2 separate regions of the Rattus norvegicus genome follow, and region 1 is linked to region 2. Evidence: chromatin contacts called from public Hi-C data. All regions are on one chromosome and are shown on one strand. The core of a region is the stretch at or near the end of the contact, and the rest is flanking DNA. Distances in the headings are between cores, read along the strand shown.

Evidence for each region. Hi-C and Micro-C count contacts between places; a contact is called where the count stands out from the background.
Region 1: a Hi-C map of liver shows a contact between it and region 2, with 3 times the contacts expected there. The contact joins the promoter of Prkag2 here to the enhancer-like site in region 2. A contact is called at or near these places in 3 of 12 Hi-C or Micro-C datasets (kidney and liver).

What each region holds. Positions count from the first base shown.
Region 1 is chr4:10,742,858-10,746,429 of GRCr8, reverse strand. It overlaps Prkag2 (protein kinase AMP-activated non-catalytic subunit gamma 2), which reads right to left and starts at 1,735. Exons shown (of 16, transcript NM_001398879.1): 1 at 965-1,735. The coding sequence starts at 1,078. The region is part of intron 45 of Kmt2c (lysine methyltransferase 2C); the gene reads right to left.
Region 2 is chr4:10,695,331-10,698,868 of GRCr8, reverse strand. All of the region lies in intron 45 of Kmt2c (lysine methyltransferase 2C), which reads right to left. Among named protein-coding and RNA genes, the nearest start is that of Galntl5, 40 kb to the right of the region's middle. Within about 2 kb of position 2,133, at least 2 of the 93 cell types and tissues checked have an H3K27ac peak or open chromatin away from gene starts, as enhancers often do. A contact at or near this core is called in liver, where this site is marked.

The sequences.
Region 1 (3,572 bases), core at 486-2,985, 48 kb before region 2:
TCAGCGTGGATGGATCAGCGTGGATGCTGTCAGGTAGCACAGGACGGAGGTGGGACTCACTGAGCTGTCCCACACTGCTTAGCATGTGCCTTTGTAAAAAACCTTTGCTTGCTTGGTCACTGCCAGGATGTAGCCAAGTGGTGTTCCCCTTTGAGTAAAGTTAAGGGCTAGAGTACACCTCCTGATCCCCCTCTACAGAGAGGAGAACAAGTGCCCTTGGGCTACCAGCTGGGGCAGGCCAGACTGATGCTCAGTGCTGTGAGCAAGCGATTCCGCATGCTGCTCCCTCTGGCTGTTTAAATCAATGTCACCAAAGTCCAACCAAGGTGGCAGGGTGATCTGGGCTGAAGTTAGCAACAGCCCTGTATTATATGATAGGGACACCTCAAGCCCCCAGATTCCACGAGGCCCAAAATGTTTCTGGATCCAAACCAAGGGAATCATTGCAAAGGGCTCCCGCCGCGACTCACATGCATCCTGAGGAAATTGGTGTGGAGGGAGAGCCTTTTGGGGGTGCTGCCACACCGTGGCCCCTGCTATATTCCCACCCACCACTCTTTTCCTCAGTCCTCGGCGCTGACGCGCAGTTCCTCCGCTCACATTTCCCCACACTTCACAAGGTCGTTTTTCAACAAAACAATACAACTCACTACCCCCTCCCCAGCACCCGCACCGGCGGGATCCGGGGCTACGCCCAGTCCGCCGCCAGGCTTTGCGCACCCGGGAGCGCGCTTCTCTTACTCGCTTCCCAGCAGACACCCCTGCCTCTGTCCCAGACAGTCCCATAGCTCCACTAGAGTACGGACCAAGATCCAATCTCGGGCTCTGCGGCCCAGCTTGGGCCTTGCCCCTCCCCCTCCCCAGCCTCCCGAAGGGACAGGAGGGACAGGACGGCGCGCGCGGGTTGTCCCGTGTTAACCGCCTAGGCGCCGCCAGAGTCTGGAGCTCCAGGGATCGGACTCACCGGAATGTGCACTCGCAGTGACCGCCTCTTCAGGCTAGGGTTCTTTTTGCCACTGCTCCCGCCAGGGCTGGAAACCTCTTTCTTCTTCTTGGTGTCCATGGCTGCGCTTCCCATAACTTTAGCTAGAAGTTAATTCCGGTGCCTTGTTCCCGGGGTTCGGGCCCCTCGCTGCCCCCCAGGGCTGCTGCCGTTACACTGTAGCCACGCGCTTTTTATGACTGTCCTCCCACCCTGAAAACACCTCGTGGGGACTTCCGCGGGGAGGGCGGGTGGCGCAGGTAACACGCGGGGCTCCACCCGAGGGGCTGGCGGTCCGCGGAATGCCGGGTTGGAGCGTCCTCTTTCTCCTACAGAATCATCGGGTGCAGCGTCGCGGCCAGTGCTGCTTTTGGTTACGCGTGGCAGAAGTCTCGTGCTGGGTGATAAAGTTTTCCTCCTGCTGCAAAGCGAAGCAACATTTTCCACCTCTCGGCTCCTCCCACAGATTCCCAGAGGTAATCGGCCAGGCAGGTGCAATTAACAACAGCAATTTGGAAAACAACCTACCCTTGTCTCTGCCTGGTTGGAAACAGTGGCCAGAGACACTTAGTGGAGAAATGCATAACCCTGGGCCGCACAATAAAGCGGCAGGGAGCCTGGGACCCGGAGGGCCTCCTCTTTGGGCAAGAGGGAGGGCAGAGGGGGAAGAGGAGGTGCAAAGGCGAAGACTCGTCGCAATTGGGCTGGCGCGTGGCCGCAGGGATAAACTGTGGCGGCGGCTGGCTGGGTTCTGCGGGCCGAAGGGCGCGCCCCAACCCCTAGGGGAGAATAGGGCAGGGCGCCCGCCCGGGGCGGCCTCTGAGTCGCGTCCCCCGGCACCCTGGGGACTGTGGGGGCCGGGCCTGGCACCAACGCAGACTCCGGGAGCGCTGGGCGGTGGCAGGCGGCGCGCGCGTTGAACAGGAAGTGCGCGGCGTGCGGCGCCACTGTCCCACTCCACGCGGCCCACGCTGCCCCCGGGTGGTCGCCGTGCGCTCTCTGTCTCAAGGTAAGCGGGCTCCGGACTCGCCAGGAGCTGATTCTGATCCATGGTTTTGCAGTGTCTCTGTTTAGGTCCAACCCCCGGAAACACACACCCGCAGCCCAACCACGCCACGATTGAAACCCCGGGTCTAAGTGGCTCGGATGACCGCACTCGCTTCGCGCAATGCTGCCGCCCTGCTGCGTGTGGACCCTCATTCCTGTTCAGAGTGGCCCGTGGCGGGGTGAGTACAGGCTTTTCTCCACGACTTGGTTCTTTTCAGATTCATCAAAGATTGCGCAGCAAACCTTGATCTTCTGCAAAGGCGCTCTCATCTCTGTAAATGCTGAAGTCCTAAGACCACAGGAGGAAATGGGTGCGTCGGAGCCTGAAAGCAGGGCGAACACGCCACGTGCTCCCGGATCTTCAGAGCCACTGGCTGCAGATCTGCCACCGAGGGCTGCTCAGGGCCCTGTTGTACCTCCCGGGCAGCACGACCTTGGCTTCTGGTCTGAGAGAGGGGCGTGCTCCCGCTCCTGCTTAGAATTGAATACCGGATGAGCCCAAAGATTACTCCATCACTCTGAAGCTAACATCAGCCCATCTGCTCCTATCTGTAAACAGTAATATACAGACATTACTGTATATTACATCTGTAGAGTAAACGTGATAGTGGCCGCTTTGACGAAGACATGATGAGGGTGGTGATGGTAAGGAGGTGGTAGCCTTTACTTCTCTTCCTGCCCCTCTTCCTGCTCTCCCACTGTAGAGGATGTGGTTACCACTTTAAGACCATGATTTAGTAAAGGACCTATCCGTCCCATCAGAAACAACCTGGGTTTAGTTATCGCGTGGGTTTCCATGTTACCAGCCTAGTTCTGCAAATTAGGAACTACAGTTGTGGGGCAGAGGGGCCAGGTTCCTTGGTTCATTTACATCCTGCTGCCACACTTTCAAACCAAGAATGAAGTCACCCCCTCCCCAGAGCCCCCCAACCAGTATCCCTGAGCAGCTTCTGGAGAGTCCTCTGAAGGAACCTGCCTAGGATCAAAACTCAAGCCCGGTGTTGCCACCCTCCTCCCCAGCCTGGCTCCTCACTAAAGAGCCCCCAGAGATCCCCAAGACACCGTTCTACTGAGTGTTCAGATTGATTCCTAGAAGCAGAAGTGAGGAGTTTGAAGGGGTGCAGTATCAATGTCCAAGGAGGCCACCCTGAGCCCTAAAAAAAATCACTCCAGGATTGTCAACTGTCAAGTGTTCTCTCTCTGTAGTTTGAGACGTTCATCTCTTCATGATGGTGCCAGGGTGCATAAATGGTACCATGTGATGAGAAAGCTGTGGCTTTGTAAGAAAGAAGCAGCCATCAGAGGAAACAAGCAGACAGAGGGAAAGACTCGGAGGCGGAAAGCACATGTTCCTTATATCAATACCTTCCCGTGTGTGTGTGTGTGTGTGTGTGTGTGTGTGTGTGTGTGTGTGTGTGTACATGCATTGCTAGAATTATAAGCCTGTGCCAGCACACCACCTACGCCATCTCCCAACCTCAAGAACCAGCATTTTGATCGTGGCCTCCATGCCCAGCACTGCAGTAGACTTCAAGTTAATGAT
Region 2 (3,538 bases), core at 884-3,383:
TCAGAGTACTGCCCTTCAGCCAGTCATTGGAAACAAAATTGTGAACAATGCATCTCCAAGGACAATGGTTCTTCTAAATAAGAACCAGAAAGACGGCCCAGACCTCCAGGGGTGTGAGGCGATATGGCAAAGGCTGCCATTGGACCAATGAGTGTAGGTCCAAAAGAGATACTCAAATTAGGTTCTCGCTGTCTGGAAAACAAACTTGGGAGCCTGGTTCACAGACCCCCTAGCAAAACTTACAAGCCATTTCAGCCAAGGAGTGACATATAGACTAAAACCCTCCACTCAGCTTGGCGCTAGACTTGACCACAGGTAGACATCTTACTCTGCCCCCGAAACTCAATGTTATAAAGTAGCTGCTGGAGTTGATTGTTCTTTGTCCTTGGAGACAGTAGGGATGGCCTTGGGAAGAGGTGGATTCACTTCCCAGGTTTCACTATGTGTCCAAGAATCATAGATGAAGACTGTTTCCCTATATCAAAGGTAAAGCCTCTCCAGTAGAAAGTACAGGAGGGTTTGGAAGGACTGGAAAATGTGTGTTCTGATGATCAAAGGCCAAAATTAAAATCACAAATAAATGGTATTGAAATAGAATATTTGGTGGACACAGGAGCTGCTGTGACTATCATCTCACAAAAATCTTGGAATTCAGAACAGTACTTCAGAAGGTTTATACCCGGTTTCCAGGAATTAGAAAGTTATCTCAGATAAAACAAGGTGTGCGATGGGTTAAATGTATGGGACCAAAATGCCAAACAGGAAAGTTAAGACCTTATGTGGACACCCATAAATTTATGAGGAAGGGATCTTTAACAACGGTGAGGTACTCAGATTACTATTCCTGCAATCCCAGAGATAGCTGGTGATTAAACGGGGAGTGAATTGGTAGTGTTCCTGCAGAAGATATTGATAGAAGTTATCAAAAACAAGCCCAGGCCGTGCCAATTGCCCAAACACAGGACATAATAGGGATTGAGTTTCCAAACTCATAGGGGGACGCATTATTGAATTACTGATGGCACTACCCTTAAAATGGTGGACTGATAAGGCAGGGCGTGTAGAGCGGTGGCCATTAACTAAGGAGAAATCACAGGCACTAGAGGTGCAGCATACAGAAGAATCTACCAGTCCTTGGGATTCGTCAATACCTTATAAAAACGGGAAATGTAGGGTGTTAACAGACTTGATCCTGGTGTCTAGAGTAATCCGACCAATAGGTCTGTTACACCCTAGATTCCTTTATCTTCTTTATTACCTAAGGCATGGCCTACAATAGTAATTGACTTGAAAGACTGCTTTTAAATTATCCCCTTGCGAGAGCAATTTAAAGAAAAATTGTTTTCACAGTGCCTACTGTCAACCTGTAAACAGATGTCTGTGGAAAGTTCTTCTACAGGAAAAGAAAAGCTATTGATACATCAAAACTGGCAAAAATTAGAGCAGGAGAGGTCTCCTGAAAACATTGGCCACTGACTTGAAAAGCACTTATTTCATTGAAAATGCCTCTGTTTATAATTTCCTGCTACACACTGAACAATTAATGACTTAAAACAGAAGGGGGTGTGTGGGGACTTTTTTTTTCCTTAGAATTCTTGAATTTTGGTTTCTTTAAAAAGCACAGAAATATTGTAAGAATGTCCTTTCATTTTAATTCCGGGCGTAGGGATGTGGGGAAGCTTCGGACTATCCACAGCTGACTGTGATGTTCCTCGTGCTCTAGCAGAAGTGTGGTTTGGCCAACTGCAGATAATTTCTGTGACCGGGTGATTTTTGGAGTTCCAGAAACTTTCCAGAGGGTGTATAAATACTAGACCCCCGTCAGCATGGGAGCAGGTAGTTGCTGGTTGTGTAGGGAGGTTGGTTAGAGAGGATAGTAGCTTCGGTCAAAGAAGAAACAAAAGGAAAGATATTAGATTCAGGGATCCACCCCTCCCCACCACATCCTTTCTCATCTGGGGCTGGAGGTGAAACCAGAAGGATAAAGGTTAGGAAAGAGAAGGCTCCACAAAGTAGCAAAGACCAGCTACAAAGCACATTTTCAGTTTGCTTTCATGATCATTAGGGTTTAAATATAAAAATGCTGGCTGGGGTTGTGTCCCAGTCAGGAGAGTGAGTGCCCAGTGTACACAACATCCTGGGGACAAGTTCCCATCATTGTATAAAGTGAGCATAGTGGTGTGTGCACTCTGGAGGTGGAACATGGACTGAAATTCAAGGTCATCCTTGGCTACAAAGTGAGTTGAGCTAGCCTGTGCTATGTGGGCCCTGTCTTCAAAGTGGGGAGGGAAGCTGGAGAGACGACTTAACTGCTAAGAACACTTGCTGCTCTTCCAGAAGACCAGAGCTTGGGTCCCAGCACCCTCTGTCAGGGGGAATCAGACAATATCTTCTGGCCTCCCGTTACCCTCACAAATATGTTCATCCCCACACAGAGGCACACATGTATACACACATAAATAAAAATAAAATCTTTTAAAAAGTAAAGAAGAAAGGTAAGTACTTTACAGGATACAATTCTTCCAGATGAATCAAGGCCTTTTCCTGGATTTGTTAAATATTGAACAACTAGCTGGAGAGTCCAGTGTTGCTGATAAGCATGTTTGCCTTGGCAAAGGGACACCCCCAGCGCCCCGCTTCCCTGGCTTTTCATCCATTGACTGATGTGCCTGGTGGGGGCTGTAATCCCCCATTCACCTCTCTGCAACTGCCTAACAGAGTCTCAGATGACAACAGCTGCTGATGGAGGTCAGAAAAACAACTGCAGAAAATGAGAATTACCAGAGCGAAGAGTCTGTCATCGTAAAGCCAAAACCTTTCCCATGAGGCTTGAGGCCCACGGCCAGGCAGGGTGGATGTGTTCTGGAACGTTATCCTGCACCTTGGACAGTCATCAAATAGAAGGAAAGTTCATGACTGTGCTAAAATCAGGCCTTTCTTCTTTCATTCATTTATTCATTGTCTTTGTGTGGTAAATTCTAATTGAGTCCCTTCTCTGTTGCAGACACTGCTGAGTGCTGGGGTCATAGAACAAGGGATGCAGTTGACTAAGTCAGGCAGGGAGTCACAGAAAGCCAACAAGTATAAAGCCAGGTTGCCGAGGGCTACGGGACATGTACCAGTCTAGGGAAACCCACTCCCCAAGCTTGGGGCACTGGAGAAGCACCAGCCACAACCTTGCTGCTGAATAATAGAATCGCTTACGATCAGAACCCACAACAGAATGGTGGCTGGTGGAGACAGACAACTCCCAGACTAATGGGAAATAAAGCATGAAACTGAGACTAACTCTGAGACACCATGGTGTTGGGGGCATCCAGAGGAACCGAGTCCCTCTGTTCAGCTCTCTGGATCTGCTCACTGCCTCTTCCCTGCTTGCTCTGCGTCTGGGGTACTGCCCTTACGGGATATACCTATAACCACCCCAACTTCTAGCCTGTGGTTGCTTGGACCAGTGGAAACCACACCAGAAACTGGACTTGCAGAATGGAACCTATTCCTTCCTGCTTTCCTGGTGGGTGGCCTTGTCCTGACTGGG